Linked DNA regions of Mus musculus: region 2 is linked to region 1. The links are chromatin contacts, called in public promoter capture Hi-C maps. All regions are on one chromosome and are shown on one strand. Each heading gives the region's core, a stretch centred on a gene start, on an enhancer-like site or on the middle of the called end of the contact. The rest is flanking DNA. Distances are from core to core; before and after follow the strand shown.

Region 1 (7,735 bases), core at 329-2,828:
AAAAATGGCTAAGATTGGGAGAGGAGACAAGGGAAAAGGGGTGTGATGAACAATGTGCTCACCAAATACATCCACATACAAAGGCTTTAAAATAAGTTAAAGATGACTAGGTAGGTGATAGCTAAGTGAGATTTATAATTTGTTTAAAATGAGAATATCTGTGGAAGGAGTAAAGACATATAAAATAAAACTATATCATGCATTTTTAGATCTAATAATTTAACTGAACAATGAATTTATATTATTTCAGCATCCAAATTTGTGGTATATGAGTAAGGCTAAGAAAGCAAGGAGGTCATTTTGATTATAGTTGCAGCACTATGAGCATAGCGTTATATAGCATTGACATCACTAAGAATCATGGAATATGTGTGAGATGCCAAAGTTCAGTATAAGAGACTGGATGTATTCAGATAATCCATTCATGGCAACAATAGAGCAGTTTTGAATATAGTTTGGAGAGTTCTTGCCTTGAGAGAAATCTAATGCTTCGTCCTTCAGGCTTTCAGAAGGAGAGAAGGAACAGATCTCTGAGCAGTTGCGTGTGCTGAACAAGACTTACCATGACCTTTGTGATGGTTCTGCAAACCAACTCCAGCAGCTCCAAAGCGAGTTGGCTCAGCAGACGGAACAAAAGGTATTTTTACTTTTTGGCTCCATATATTATGGAAGCCTTTTAAGTGGTATGAAAGTGGCTTTGCTGATTGAGAGTCATGTTCACTAGCTTGCCATGACCAATGTGACTTAATATTTAACCTCACCTTAGCAGCCATTTGTCATGTGTTTCTTTACTGGGGTTCCATGATGTGTTGGTCAGTCAAAAATATCAGAGGGCATTTATAGCAAACCCTCTGTTTCTGGTCCACTCCCACCTCCACCCACATTTTACCATTGCATATTGGAAAACAGTTAATGAGAATTTAAATTCTGTATTTGTATCTGATCACAGGTCACTAAGATTTTACTCCTTTGAGACATTGTCACCCAAGAGTTGATAGCCAAGGGTTGTGGATATTGGCAAGAACATGCTTATAACCCTCTTCCTTCTGTAGCGTGACCAGGGAGAGTGAACTTCACTGACTGAGACGCTGGTTCCCCTCACCATCCATGGCCATCCTGTCACATAGCACATTACCAGTTCTCACCTCACCTTCACTTTTGTACCACATGGAAGTCATTATAGTTGCTGTCGATTGTCTTAAGTTGTTTCTGGATATTTGTGTGTGTGTGTGCATTTAACCAAGTTATATACATGTGTCTCTGGGATATACAGTGTGTTTGCCTGCTTATTTCCTATGTTGTGAAGCAATGGCCAGTTTATGTGGAGACAGCTAACATGGTAAATCATATTTGGTCTATATGATTCAAAAAATGACTATTCAAAACAAAATATACTTGATTCTGAAAAATGGATATAAATTATAAGTTCATAAAGTCTACAGGATAGAAGCAGTCCTGCTTTGATAATACATTTCCAGGAAATGTGTGCTGGTGAGGAATTTTCAGTGTAAAGCAGCCCACTCTAGTGGCTGTTGCTTCACCATATAAGGGAGTATGTGAAAGTTTTAACAATTGCTTGCTGAGAACATCCAGTTCTCATTTTGAAAAGTTAAAGAGGGATGGGAGGGGGAAGAGAAGGACAGGACAAGCTGCTGAGCACCACTACATTGAGCATGATGTGTCCCTGTACTGTGTGTGTTTCATGTAAAGTATTGTTCTGATTAACTGACATCCTTGCTTACAAGTTTCACTAACCCTTTGGAGTTTAAGCACAAATGCACAAAGGGAAAAGAGGACGACCTGTTTGGGGTTCTTTTTTGCAAAAAAAACAAACAGTCGCATGCTGGACGCTAACACCAAGCTTACACTGTGTATGTGATACGGCTGAGCTGCTCCATAAGGCTCTATTTCCTATCTGCCTGAGGCGTGCTCTGCAGTGTGGGTAAGTAGACGCCTTTTATTTTCTTTCCTTTTCTCCCTGTCTTTTACTGCTCATCTAGGTCACAATGTCCATGTTTGGTAGACTGGATTTCTCTGGATTACGTCCCAGTGCAGTGCTGCCTGTCTAGCCTTCAGTTATGAGGGTGTTAGAAGGAATTCTGAAGGCTTTTCTCTTTGGCTCAATTCCAGGCTTCCCCCCCCCCCCCCGCCCCAATGTCAGCATTTTTGCAATTATAACTCTTACAGAAGAAATTACAATAGTCTTCCCTTTTGTTATAACAGGCTTTATATGGATTTCTTTCTTTCTTTCTTTCTTTCTTTCTTTCTTTCTTTCTTTCTTTCTTTCTTTCTTTCTTTTTTCTTTTTGGTTTTTTGAGGTAGGCCCTGGAACTTGGTCTATAAACCAGAATGGCCTTGAATTTAGAGATCCCACGTACCCAGCTTATATATTTGTAAACAATCATACACCAATGATCAATTTTTTCAATCTCTATAAAATAGACACATAGTAGATCTGTATGGTATGTGTGTTTCATTTATATAAATTGAACCCTGTAATACAGAAATTAAAGATGGAAGAGAATGGCAAATAATATACTTTGTAGCATGGAGAATTATGCCATTAATTGAGCATATACAATGAAATGGAGAAATGAGCCAAGTCCCTCTTTGCTATCCAATCTTCATTCTTATATACAGTCCTCATGCTTGAAATCCTTGTTCAGTCTTTAAAGTTGAAGCTATGGCCTAATAGTGTTAAAGGTGTTCTTATATGTTATCTATTTATTCATTTACTGGTCATTGTATTGCAGATACTGTTCCTATACACACAGAGAAAAACTATTCTTTCAATATAGTTTCCCTCTGAATGAGAATAGAAACAAAGTGTACTTGTTAGTAGACAGGGAACTGGTTGACAGTTAAGTCTAGATCATGAAGAGTAAGTTATGAAGTTTTTGGGTTTTTTTAAGTTATGAATTTTTAAAAATCCAAAATAATACTGCCCTTATTAGAGAGATAATGACTGAAGGGCATAGTGGTGTCTGCCCTTAGTCGCATCACTCTGGAGGCAGAGGCAGGAGTCTGCTGCCGGGCAATTTGAGGCCAGCCTGCTCCACATAGTTTATACCAGGACAGTCAGAGTTTCATAGTGAGACCCTGTCTCAGAAAACAAACAAACAAAAGGAAAAAGAGCTGTAAACAGAGCCCAATGTAAGTGATCGCACAGTTAAGTGGCTAAACTCTTTAAGTGGTTTGAAATCTGAAAGAAAAGGCTTTAAATTGAGAATTCTTCAGGTGATTCTAGAACTTACAAAGGTAATTTTAACAATGTATAAGGTTTACCTTATTCCCTGAATTTAGAAACCAACTACTATTTAAGGTGTGACTTTACTGTTTCATACTTCCCAGAACTATCCAGAGAGACAATATAATAGCAAAAGATTTGAGACCAGGTTAGTTTCTGGAACTCACTTGTTTTGTTACCTTGGTCAAGTTAGCTCTCATGTTCTTACCTGCAAACTAAGATTAATCTTTTTTTTTTAAAGATTTTTTCTTAATTTTACGTATATGAGTACACCATTGCTCTCTTCAGATACACCTGAAGACAGCATCAGACCCCATTGCAGATGGTTGTGAGCCACCATGTGGTTGCTGGGAATTGAACTCAGGACCTCTGAAAGAGCAGCCAGTGCTCTTAACCGCTGAGCCATCTCCCCAGCCGAAGAGTAATCTTTTAAAGGACCATTGTGAAGATTTTATGTCCTTCTTCATGCATCTGAGTGGTAGTTGCTATCATAGTTATTAAATTTCCCTTTTTAGCCCGGACTGGAAGCAGTGGTTCTAGCAGTTCACACTCTGTTTCTTCCTTGACTTTCTTTTTCTGGTCTTCCTAGCATTGGCCTCCTAAAGAGTTAACTCTCAAGCACTCACTGCTTGACTAATATACCATGGGTTCCCAGGACACCTGTACTCATATGCACCCATACATACAATTTTAAAAAGTAAAACATAAAACCTTTAAAAATAGCCACCCAAGGCAAGCAGTGTGGCTCAGCAAGTCAAAATACCTACCAGGTCCACATGATGGAAGGACAGAACCAACCCCACTAGTTGTCCTCTGACTTACACATGAGTGCTGTGGCTCTTGAGTATCTGCATGCATGCATACATTCACACACCTTATACACTAAATAAATAAACAAATAAATAGTATATAATAAGTAAGGTTTTTTTTAAGCTATTCTCTCTCTTTCTACTGTGTGCTACTTTGTAAATAAAGCTTGTTACTCAGATATACTTAATGCTGTCTATCATCCTTTAAGCAATCTGTGAACTTCTGGCACTATTAAACATTTGGCAGTTTAGAAAAATTACTTCCTAGCATGAATGGCCTGGCTTGCATTTTGGTATTTCGTGCAGGTTGGGACTTACTCGGGATAGGTCTTTATTGTGATCAGAATTTCATCTACTGTGGTTCTCTTCCAACCATTATGCTTTTTATCATTGATTCTGATTCAATTTTTGTTTTAATTCTTTCTTTTAGGGTTGCAGAGCAGTTGCTGGGGTGATTGACCTAGGCACAGTGGAGATATTCCCCATCTTCAGAGCCATGCAAAAGGGCCTCATTGACCAAGACACAGGCCTTGTGCTCCTGGAATCCCAGATTATCATGTCTGGCCTCATTGATCCCGAGAACAGTGAAAAGCTCTCCTTGGAAGAGGGTCTCACCAGAAATTTCATTAACCTTCCAATATATCAACAGCTCTTGGGACTAAGGGATTCTCTGTCTTTAGTAAGCAGGCTTACAGGGACCCTAGGCTCCCTTTCTGTGGTGGAAGCAATTGAAAAGAAAATAATCAGTGAGAGACTTGGACTGAAAGTCTTAGAAGTTCACCTGGCAACTGGAGGTTTCAGTCTCCCCCCTAGTGAGAACTGTATTAATCTGGAAGAAGCTTTTCATCAAGGCTTCATTGCATCAAGTCTTCACTCAGAATTACAGTCTCACCTGAGATCATCCAAGAATTTAATAGACCCCAATACAGCTGAAAAAGTTGGCTTGCTGGACCTGATGCAGAGATGTATCATCCATCAAGAGTCAGGGTTGAAATTGTTGCCTGTCAAGCAGTTGGCAGGGGGAATGGTGAGCTTGAAGTCAGGTCGGAAAGTTAGCATTTTCCGTGCTGTTCAGGAAGGGCTGATAGACAGGCAAGTCACTGTCCGGCTGCTGGAAGCCCAGCTATTTGCTGGTGGCATAGTAGATCCAAGAACAGGACACAGACTTACAGTGGAAGAGGCTGTGAGACATAATTTGATTGACCAAGATATGGCTTGCGCTATTCTCATAAGGCAGCTTCAGACAGGAGGCATCATTGACACTGTCACAGGGGATAGGATGACTATTGATGAGGCAGTGACCAATAATCTAGTAGCTGCTAAGATTGCTCTTGTAATTCTGGAATCCCTCTGGTCATTTATGGGCTTACTGTTGCCTGAATCTGGAGAGATCCTCCCAATTACAGATGCTCTAGAGCAAGGTATTGTATCTACTGAATTAGCACATAAAATTCTCCATAACCGACAGCAAATTGAGGCTCTTTTTCTACCAACACTCACAGAGATTTGGTCCTGGGAAAAAGCAACAGAGAGTGGTATCCTAGATAAAGATCTTGTCAATAACTTAAGGTCAGTTTGTATCCCTGACATGATGCCCCACATACAACTAGCAGACTCTGCAGAACAAAGCAAGGTAGGCTTTGCTGCTGGTAAACCACCTGTGTCAGGCCCAAGAGAGGAAGGATCCAGCCATGGAGAGAAGCTGCTGTTTCAGCTGATGACTCACAGCTACATTCATGCACACACTGGACAGAGGCTGCTTTTGCTGGATCAAGAGCTGGTGGAGATGCTAACATCCAGAGATGACTGTCAAGTAATTCTTCCAGAAGTATTTGAAATTCAGCATCAAAGGCTCAACACTTCTGAGGCATTACAAGAACTGTATACTGGGACCATCTCCCAAATTTCCAGTGCTAAGCATCCTAGGAAGCCCTGTGAATCCCAATTTCTTTCACAGAACAAAGACTATCCCAGTCAGGAAAACTGTACTGAAGCAAAAGGTGAAAGGTCTGTTGTAGGTATAGAGTGCTCTCCTGCAGAGAGCCCTGAAAGGGAGCTTTTCCTCAAAGAACAAGAAGCCATTATTGAAAATGTTGGCAGTTTGAAGGTCATCAATAAAGTCAAGTTAAAGCTACAAAGACCATTGTTAGGAAGTAGAAAGGAAGAGCAAGCAGAAACATTGAGGGAGGAAAATATCAGCGGAGACCCCCTCCTTGTAGAATGTCCTGAGGAATCTGAAGGTAAAGACCTTTCTACTGAGAAGTCAAAATGCCAAACTCCCACAAAGTGTTCGTTTACATGTCACAAAGAACAAGTGAAGACCATCAAAGACATTCCAAGTGAAACTGGAACATCACTCATAAAGTCTCAAAATCAAATGTCACAATTTCAGGTAGATACTTCTGTAGGTTTGAGATCAGAGTTTAAGTCAGAACATGATATGAATGTTAATTCTTTGGAGAAAGAGTTAAAGGAAGAACTTTTGGTTAAGGATGGCCACAAACAAAGCCAAGAAGGACAGAGTGTTGCAGATGGTCAGACGGTGGCGTTAGAAAAGACTGATACTGAAGATAATGCTGATGAGCCTGCCTTGTTGCATAGTTCTCCTTTTGAAGATGCTACCTTAAGCACACTATCTGCACAGCTACAGGATGGTGGTATCTTTAATGAAGAAACAGGCCAGAAACTCTTACTAAATGAAGCAATAGCCCAAGGCCTTGTGTCTAGCCACACTGCTGTCAAACTTATGGGGAAATTGAACATGTTTCGGGGCTTCTTTGACTCCCAGACCTGTGAGTCTTTGACGACTGAAGAAGTCATTGATGAAGGTCTAATGGATGAGAAATTATTATATAATGTTCTTATGTCAGACAAAGCTATAAGTGGTATCTTAGACCCCAGGACCCACTCTCTGTGCTCTGTAAAGGAGGCTGTGGCAGCTGGGCTGCTTGACAAGGAGACAGCCACAAGGATTTTAGAGGGACAGGTGATAACTGGTGGAATTGTTGACCTGAAACGAGGCAAAAAGCTTTCGGTAACTTTGGCCTCAAATCTTGGTTTGGTAGACACTGCTGACCAGACAGAACTTATCAATCTGGAAAAGGCTACTAAAGGCAGAGGTGCTGAAAAGGCAGTTAAAGAGAGATTAATCGAACTACAAATGGAAACAGCAGGACTTATGGACCCTGAAAGTAAAGCACCGTTAACAGTTTTGCAGTCCATTGATAGAGGTATTCTAGAGAGAGAAGCAGCTGTTTATCTGTTGACTAAGCAAGTACTTGATGGTGGTATCATTCATCATATATCTGGCTTGAGACTTTCTGTTGATAATGCCTTTAAACATGGCTTGATTGGTGAAGATATGGCCAGGCAGCTCAGAAAAGTTGAGAACTTTATCCACTATCAATTTTTCCATCCTCAAACAAAGGAAGCCCTTTCCTTCTCAGAAGCCATAAAATTAGATCTTGTTTCTCCAGACTTGAAAAGAGAAATCCAAGAGATCCAGGACTTTAGTGGGAACTTGGGGGATTTCATTTATGGCCAGAAATTGACCTTGGCAAAAACTAACAAAGAAGAATCCTTAGCTAATAAAACAGAATTGCCTTCAGGGGTGATGCATGGGGTTATAGATCCTGAGAACTGCACGATTATTCCTTACTCAGAATTGGTAAAGAAATGT
Region 2 (6,968 bases), core at 817-3,316, 260 kb before region 1:
ATAGCCCTGGCTGCCCTTAACTCACTTTGTAGAAAAGGCTGGCCTTGAACTCACAGAGATCCACCATGCCTCTGTCTCTTCTGGAATTAAAGATTTGTGCTACCATACCTGGCTCGGAAATACTTTTAATGAGCCTTGATAATCCCAAACAGTAGCCCTCAGCTCCTCCCGCTCCTCCAGCGCCTTCCCAGAGTCCAGGATGTTACACATAATGCTTTTTTCTACCTACCATCTTTCCCAAAGACCTTTTAAAGTCTCATGGAATAAAGCCTTAATTGTTAAAAGACCTTTAGTGATAAGCATAATATAAAGCATAATGCTGTGCTTGGTAGAAATGTAAAACTTAGCTGAGTTAAGGCAGGGGCATGCTGTATATTGCTACTATGGGCCACAGTCTGAAACCATTTCTCAAAAAAAAAAAAAAAAAAAAAAAAAAAGAACCAGACATGGTAACACACGTTTAATCTGAGTGCTTGGGAAATAAGGGGATTGTCAGGAGGAGTCCATGGTCACCTCAGCTATACAGCAAGGTCAAGGCCAGGGTAGGCTACATGAGACTGTCTATAAAACCAAAACAAATTAAAAATAACAACACGTTTATTTTACTTTAAATTGTACTGGTGAATCCAGCAAGATACAGGTCTGATTTGCTTGGTTACCACAGGAAAAAGTAAAGCAGTAGGCATAACCAGAATAGCTATTATTTTAGGAATTAAACTTCTTTAAGATTTACTTATTTTTACTTTATATATATGAGTGTTTGCCTCTGTGTGTGTGTGTGTGTGTGTGTGTGTGTGTGTGTGTGTGTGTGTGAGAGAGAGAGAGAGAGTGTGTGTGAGAGAGAGAGAGAGAACCACTTGCACAGCAAACACTTTATACACTGAGCCATCATACCAGCTCCAAAAGTCAGAATAAGACTGTCTTGAGCTGCATGGCTGGCTGATACACTGTAACTTAAGGAAGGGCTTGTGCCTGTGTGCTAAAGGGATATTTAGTCAGAATATCGTCTTTGGACTGAGGATGTGTCTCCTAGGCAGATGCTTGCCTAGTGGTTAAGACTCTGGTTTGAACCCCAGCATCTTGTAGAATAAAATAATAAGATCTCTCTTGCCTATCTTCTCAACAAAGTTTGTAGGTGGGAAGTTTGAAGAAATGACCATAAAATGAATATTCAAGTTCATTTTCTTTTTTTTACTAGAGCAAATTTTTCAGAACATAAAACAAGAATATAATCGTTACCAGAGATGGAGACATTTAGAAGTTGTTCTCAGTCAAAGCGAAGCCTGTACTTCAGAAACTCAGCCTTCCTCCTCGGCACTTACTGCACCAGGTTCTCCAGGTAAGCAGACTGCGTTAGAAATCTGTTTCAGCCTTGGTGGGCTGGGTTTGGTGGGCCTAGCATGTTTTGGAGGCTAAGGCCAGAACTGTGCATTTGAGACCGGCTAGTAAAGCCTAGCAAGACCCTGTCTGAAAACAGTCGTTTTTCTTTAACTGCAGTGTGTCCTTTAGCGACCTGTGCTGTATTGCTTTTCATTCCTGTGACAGTGTACTTAGCAGGAGCAACTTCAGGCAGGAAGACTTTATTCTGGCTCATGGCTTTAGGTGGTTTTCTCCTTTGTGGCAGCAGAGGCATGGTGAAGTGGCTCAGTTCCTGCAGTGAGCCTGTGGCTTCCTCTTCATATGGTATAGACCAGGAAGTGGGGTGACATGGGACCAGATGCAGATAAAAACTTCAAATGCCTGCCCCAGTGACCTATTTGTACCTGCCAGACCTCATCTTTCTTAAAGACATGACAGCCTTCAAATAATGTCACAAGCTAGGAAACAGGCACCTGAAGCATTGGCTATGGAGATGGTCTAGAGTCAAACCAAAATGGAGCCTAGGTTATTTCTTATTTAAACCTACTAATGAAGTTTTAGGGAAAAATGTCACTTTGAGGTTTTGCTTTTGGCTTGGACAAGTTGTTGATAAGATAGTCTCACATACAGCCCTGGCTAGCCTGGGACTTGCAGAGATCCTCTTACAGAGTGGTGTGTCACCATGCCTGGTCCTGCGTTTTGTTGTCTAGACAGAGCCTCAGTATATATTCTTGGCCGGTCTGCAGACTGATCAGTCTTCAGCATGTGGCAGTCTTCTTGCATAAGTACTAGTCACATGTGGCTGCTGCATTGGCATAAAACTGTAGGAAATTTGTTCTAGAAAGTTCTCTGGGACAGTCAGTTCTGCTTTGTAACCCTGACATGTGGTTTGTGGGGGCTATGCTCAAAAATCTCAGGATTTGCAGTTGTCTTTGTCACTTAGTGAACTAGCCTTGCCTGCTGGGTCCCTATAAATGGTCAGCAGTCCAGTGTTGCCAACCTCTAGAAAAGTTTGCTTCCTCAAAGTATTCAATTACTTAACAGTTTTAAAGTTAGAAATTACCTTAAAAGTTATTGACTAAGCCGGGCGTGGTGGCACACGCCTTTAATCCCAGCACTCGGGAGGCAGAGGCAGGCAGATTTCTGAGTTTGAGGCCAGTCTGGTCTACAAAGTGAGTTCCAGGATAGCCAGGGCTACACAGAGAAACCCTGTCTCAAAAACAAAAACAAAAACAAAACAAAACAAAAAAGTTATTGACTGGGACCTGGCTATCTCAGCATTCAGGAAACAGTGTCAGGCAAATCAGGCAGATCTCACTGAGACCAGCCTGATTTATATAGTGAGTTCCAAAGAGCCAGGGCTATGCAGAGAGACCCTGTTTTGTTTTGGGGTTTTGGTGTGTGTTTGTTTGTTTGTTTGTTTTACAAGGGGGGTGGTAGAAAGGAGTGAGAGAAAGATAAAGAAGTTGTCTCCTGATAAATTAGTGGTTTAAGAAGCTTGGTGGGAAGATAGGCAGTGGTGGCGCACGCCTTTGGTCCCAGCACTTGGGAGGCAGAGGCAGGTGGATTTCTGAGTTCGAGGCCAGCCTGGTCTACAGAGTGAGTTCCAGGACAGCCAGGGCTACACAGAGAAACCCAGAAAAAAAGAAGCTTGGTGGGCAGGAAGAGTAACGAGCTGTTAAGGCTTTTTACTTTGAGGATGGTGGGAATGTTTTAGGACTAGAGGGAGTTGCACAGCATGGTGGCCATACTGAATGCCACTGAAATTTTCACTTTGAAATGGTTCATTCCATGTGAATTACTCTGCGATGCCAGCTCGCCTCCTCCTAAATATTATTTTAATTCTTGTTCATTTTCTTTGTGGGTGGCTGTTTTGCCTGCATGTATTTCCAGATACTATGTGAGTGCCTAGTACCAGCAGAGGCTAGAAAAGGGCATCGGATCTCCTGGCGCTGGAATTAGATGGTGCTAAGCAACTATGTGGGTGTTGGGAATTGAACCAGGGTCCTCTAGAATGTAGCCAGTGAGTGTTCTTAATTACCCAGCCATCGCTCCAGCCTCTTAAATATTGCTATTATTTATTTTTGTCTTTTCAAAACAGGCTTTCTCTGTGTAGCCCAGGCTGTCCTAGAACTTCCTTTGTAGACCATGCTAGCCCCCAAATCACAGAGATTCACCTTCTCTGAGTGCTGGGATCAAAGGTGTGCACCACACCCATCTATGGAAATGTTAGTTTAAATGAGACAGGAATCTTAAAACTTTAAAAAGCAAGGGTGAAGTTTGTAATTTTTTGTTTTTTAATTTGGGGACAGAATCTTTGTAAGTTGTCTTAAGATTTGTAAATTCTTACCTCATACTTCATAGGATCTGGAAATAAATGTTTTTAAAATATGTAAATGTAAACATAAGGATTTTTACTACATTTATTTATGGTGGGAGGCAGATGTACTTATGCCATGGCATGCATGTGGTGGTCAGAGGAAAACTTGTAGGAGTTGTTCTCTCTGTACACAGTCTGGGTTCACTCAGGCTCAGCTCCTGGGGCTTTACCCATGGAGCCATCTCACTGGCCCAGTAATTTTAAAGTAGCAGAAAATGTGAGGAGAGAAATGATTGCAGATGATGGGTGTGCCTAGTGTTTTGGTCATGTTTCATTTGTAAAGGAAAAAATACTTTGTTTAGTTTAAGAGAAAACAACCACAGGGTTTGTTGTTTCAGGGTGGTAAGTAGCTTAAATACTGACCGGAGTGAAGGAAGATTCTAAAGGGAGGATAGGATGGGTTATGGCTTGATCTTTATGCAGACTTACTCCAACTGCCAGCTTCAGACTCCAGCTGTAACCATGCTGCTGTTTGCTTCGTTTGTCCTCACCTACAGAGTAGAAGTTTCCTCTATAACCTTTGCCCCTCCCATTTTTGCTGAATATTCTGAATATGAATGATAAATTCACATCTGAATAGCTCCCAAGAAGCTGAAAATTACAGTTTCGATGTTCACGGCCTCTGCTGGTAAAGTGACTAGGATAACTGAGACATTTTGTGAAGAGATTCATTAAGTAGCAGAGAATGACTCTAACTTTAATTCCTGATCTTTCTGACAGTGCTGGGCTTATAGGAGTCTGATTAATCATGAGGAGTGTGGGTTCATAAAGGTGTGATGACTGGCTAGAGATGTGGCTCAGTTGGTAGAGTGCTTGCTTAGCATGCATGAAGCCCTGGTGGGATCCTCAGCACAGAATAAACCAACACAGTAATCCCAGTATTTGGGGAGGTAGAGGCAAAAGAATCAGAAATTAAAGGTTATTTGAGGGTACTAATAAGTTCAAGGCCAGCCTGGATTTCTTGAGACCATTTCTAATAGGGAGTGTTAAGGGGTTAATATTAGTGACTTGGTTTATATTATTGAGCAAGTAAAGGTCCTGAGTCATCAAAATCGGTTGTGGATCCTAAAAGTAAAAGATGCCTGGGCCCTGACCTGCTACAGAATTAAATGATCAGAAAGTGTAGTTTTGATGTGTGTTGTACAGTCAGGCCCTTCGAATCTGATGTGCATAGGGGTCACAAGTGCTCCAGGATAGCAGTGAATAAAGTCCAAAACCAAGTCACCGACCTTACAATAGGAGAGGTGGGTATGGTGACATGCCATGAATCCCAGGACTGGGAAGGTGGAGGCAGGCGGTTCTCTGTGACTTTGAGGGCAGCCAGGGCTCTGTACAGAGAAACCCTGTCTCAAAACAAAACAAAACAAAACAAAACAAAACAAAAGCCAGATGTAAGCTTTCATTTGTAATCTTATCACTTAGAGAGGTAGAGATAGGCAAGATCCATGGGGCTCCCTGAGTAGCCCGGCTCACCCATCTAAAGCTAAGAGTATTTATATGAAGGTTAATTCTAAACCTCAGAATTGGAATACATTGTGTAAAGATTTATCTTTTGGGGGCTATAGGCAATCTGGGACTAGGCAAACACTCTACGCAGCTTTTGTTTTTATTTAGAGACAGGGTCTTGTTAAGTTTCCCATGTGTGCCTTAAATTCTGTTGTTCTTGCATTTAGAGTTGCTGGAGTTATAGGCATGTGCTTATATTTATTTTATATTTATATATTAGTTCCCAGCTTATATTTACGGTTTTGCCAGGTGCTTTCTGGATGAAGAAGGACCAGCCCACCTTTACCCTTCGACAAGTGGGGATAATATGTGAGCGTCTCTTAAAAGACTATGAAGATAAAGTCCGAGAGGAGTATGAGCAAATCCTCAGTACCAAACTCGCAGGTAGGCTGAGGCGTGGGTGCCGCTGCTGTTTACACAACTCAGAAAAGATGGCTTCATGCAGGAGATGTTACGGTGCTGTTTACACAACTCAGAAAAGATGGCTTCATGCAGGAGATGTTACGGATTGTGAGCACTCAGGCCACTCTTTGGTGCTGTCATGGTGTTATTTTTACATCTTATGAAAGAACTCATTTGCATTTCTGAAAGCAGATAAGCAGAGCCCTTCATGTAAAAATTTTCCATAAGTATAGGCAGTGAGTAGGCCACCATCTGGTCAACAGGTGGTTGGCCTATGGTACTGACTTCCTAACAGGTGTCAGGATTGGGACAGTGCAGTGTCACCAGCATGTTCAAACTTCTGCACGAGAGTCACTGTGCTAATGTAAAAGTTGGGCGCTCTGTTTGGGAAGTATGATAGAAAAAAGCAAGTACAGGCCAGCTGAGGCTAGAGAATAGGTGGTTAGGAAAGACAAGTGGAGCCTGTGTGGTAAAGAATAGAGCCTTGAGAGTGCCTCAGCACTTAGGGCTTTCTGCTCTCCCAGAGGACCCATGCTGGACGGCTCGAGACTACCAAGAGCTACAGCTGCAGCTGATCCAGCACTCTCTGCGCTCAGGGCCACCTGCACTCAAACACAATTTAAAAAATAATGATAAACGAGCTAACTGTGTGGACTAGGCTAGCCTCAAACTCACAGAGATCCTCCTGTTTCCAGTCCCCTCAAAAACTGGGATTCCAAGCATGAGCCACCGTGCTCAGCCTTTTTTTTTCTCTTTGCTTTCTTAGTTGGGAATCTGCTGTACCCATTTGCTTATGCAAGTCTTCTGTTACTGATCCCACTGTAATCCCATTTGCTCATGTTTTCATTTCATAATGAAAGGACTTCAGAAATCCAAGCTCATAGATTAGATTTCTGTACTGTGAAGCCATTGGTAGAGGGTAGAATTATAAAAGAGGAAAAGGAATGTTTGAGTAGAGAATGCAAACAGGGAAGCCAGATGCCATTGTGCTTCCTAAATTGCCGAGGCATTAGGGATGGGTTTCTCTTTCTTATATCTTCACAGAACAGTATGAATCGTTTGTGAAATTCACGCATGATCAGATCATGCGGCGATACGGGACAAGGCCAACAAGCTGTAAGTAGACCATGTTTTTCTTTAAAATATCTGGTTCTTAAGAACACAATTTTGCTTGGGAGTATTTTGTGTCCTGAGAGCAAAAGGCTCTTGCAGAGGGCCCAGACTCTTCATGTGGGTTCCCAGCACCCATATGGTGGCTCACAACCACCTATCCTTTCAGTTCCCGGAGATCTGATGCCTCCTCCTGACCTCCAAGGGCACC

Evidence for each region. Capture Hi-C pulls out chosen DNA fragments and counts their contacts.
Region 2: a promoter capture Hi-C map of adipose tissue shows a contact between it and region 1. The contact joins two enhancer-like sites. A contact is called at or near these places in 1 of 39 promoter capture datasets (the 3T3-L1 cell line), 3 of 115 datasets of contacts at active chromatin or transcription factors (embryonic stem cells, microglia and stem cell-derived neural progenitor cells) and 3 of 9 other capture datasets (adipose tissue, embryonic stem cells and liver).

The regions. Positions count from the first base shown.
Region 1 is chr4:123,473,089-123,480,823 of GRCm38.p6, reverse strand. Macf1 (microtubule-actin crosslinking factor 1) reads left to right here. Exons shown (of 98, transcript NM_001199136.1): 35 at 502-637; 36 at 4,487-7,735. Among named protein-coding and RNA genes, the nearest start is that of D830031N03Rik, 65 kb to the right of the region's middle. Within about 2 kb of position 1,578, at least 23 of the 459 cell types and tissues checked have an H3K27ac peak or open chromatin away from gene starts, as enhancers often do. A contact at or near this core is called in adipose tissue, where this site is marked.
Region 2 is chr4:123,737,804-123,744,771 of GRCm38.p6, reverse strand. Akirin1 (akirin 1) reads left to right here. Exons shown (of 5, transcript NM_023423.3): 2 at 1,199-1,339; 3 at 5,495-5,629; 4 at 6,692-6,763. Among named protein-coding and RNA genes, the nearest start is that of Akirin1, 9.0 kb to the left of the region's middle. Within about 2 kb of position 2,066, at least 26 of the 459 cell types and tissues checked have an H3K27ac peak or open chromatin away from gene starts, as enhancers often do. A contact at or near this core is called in adipose tissue, where this site is marked.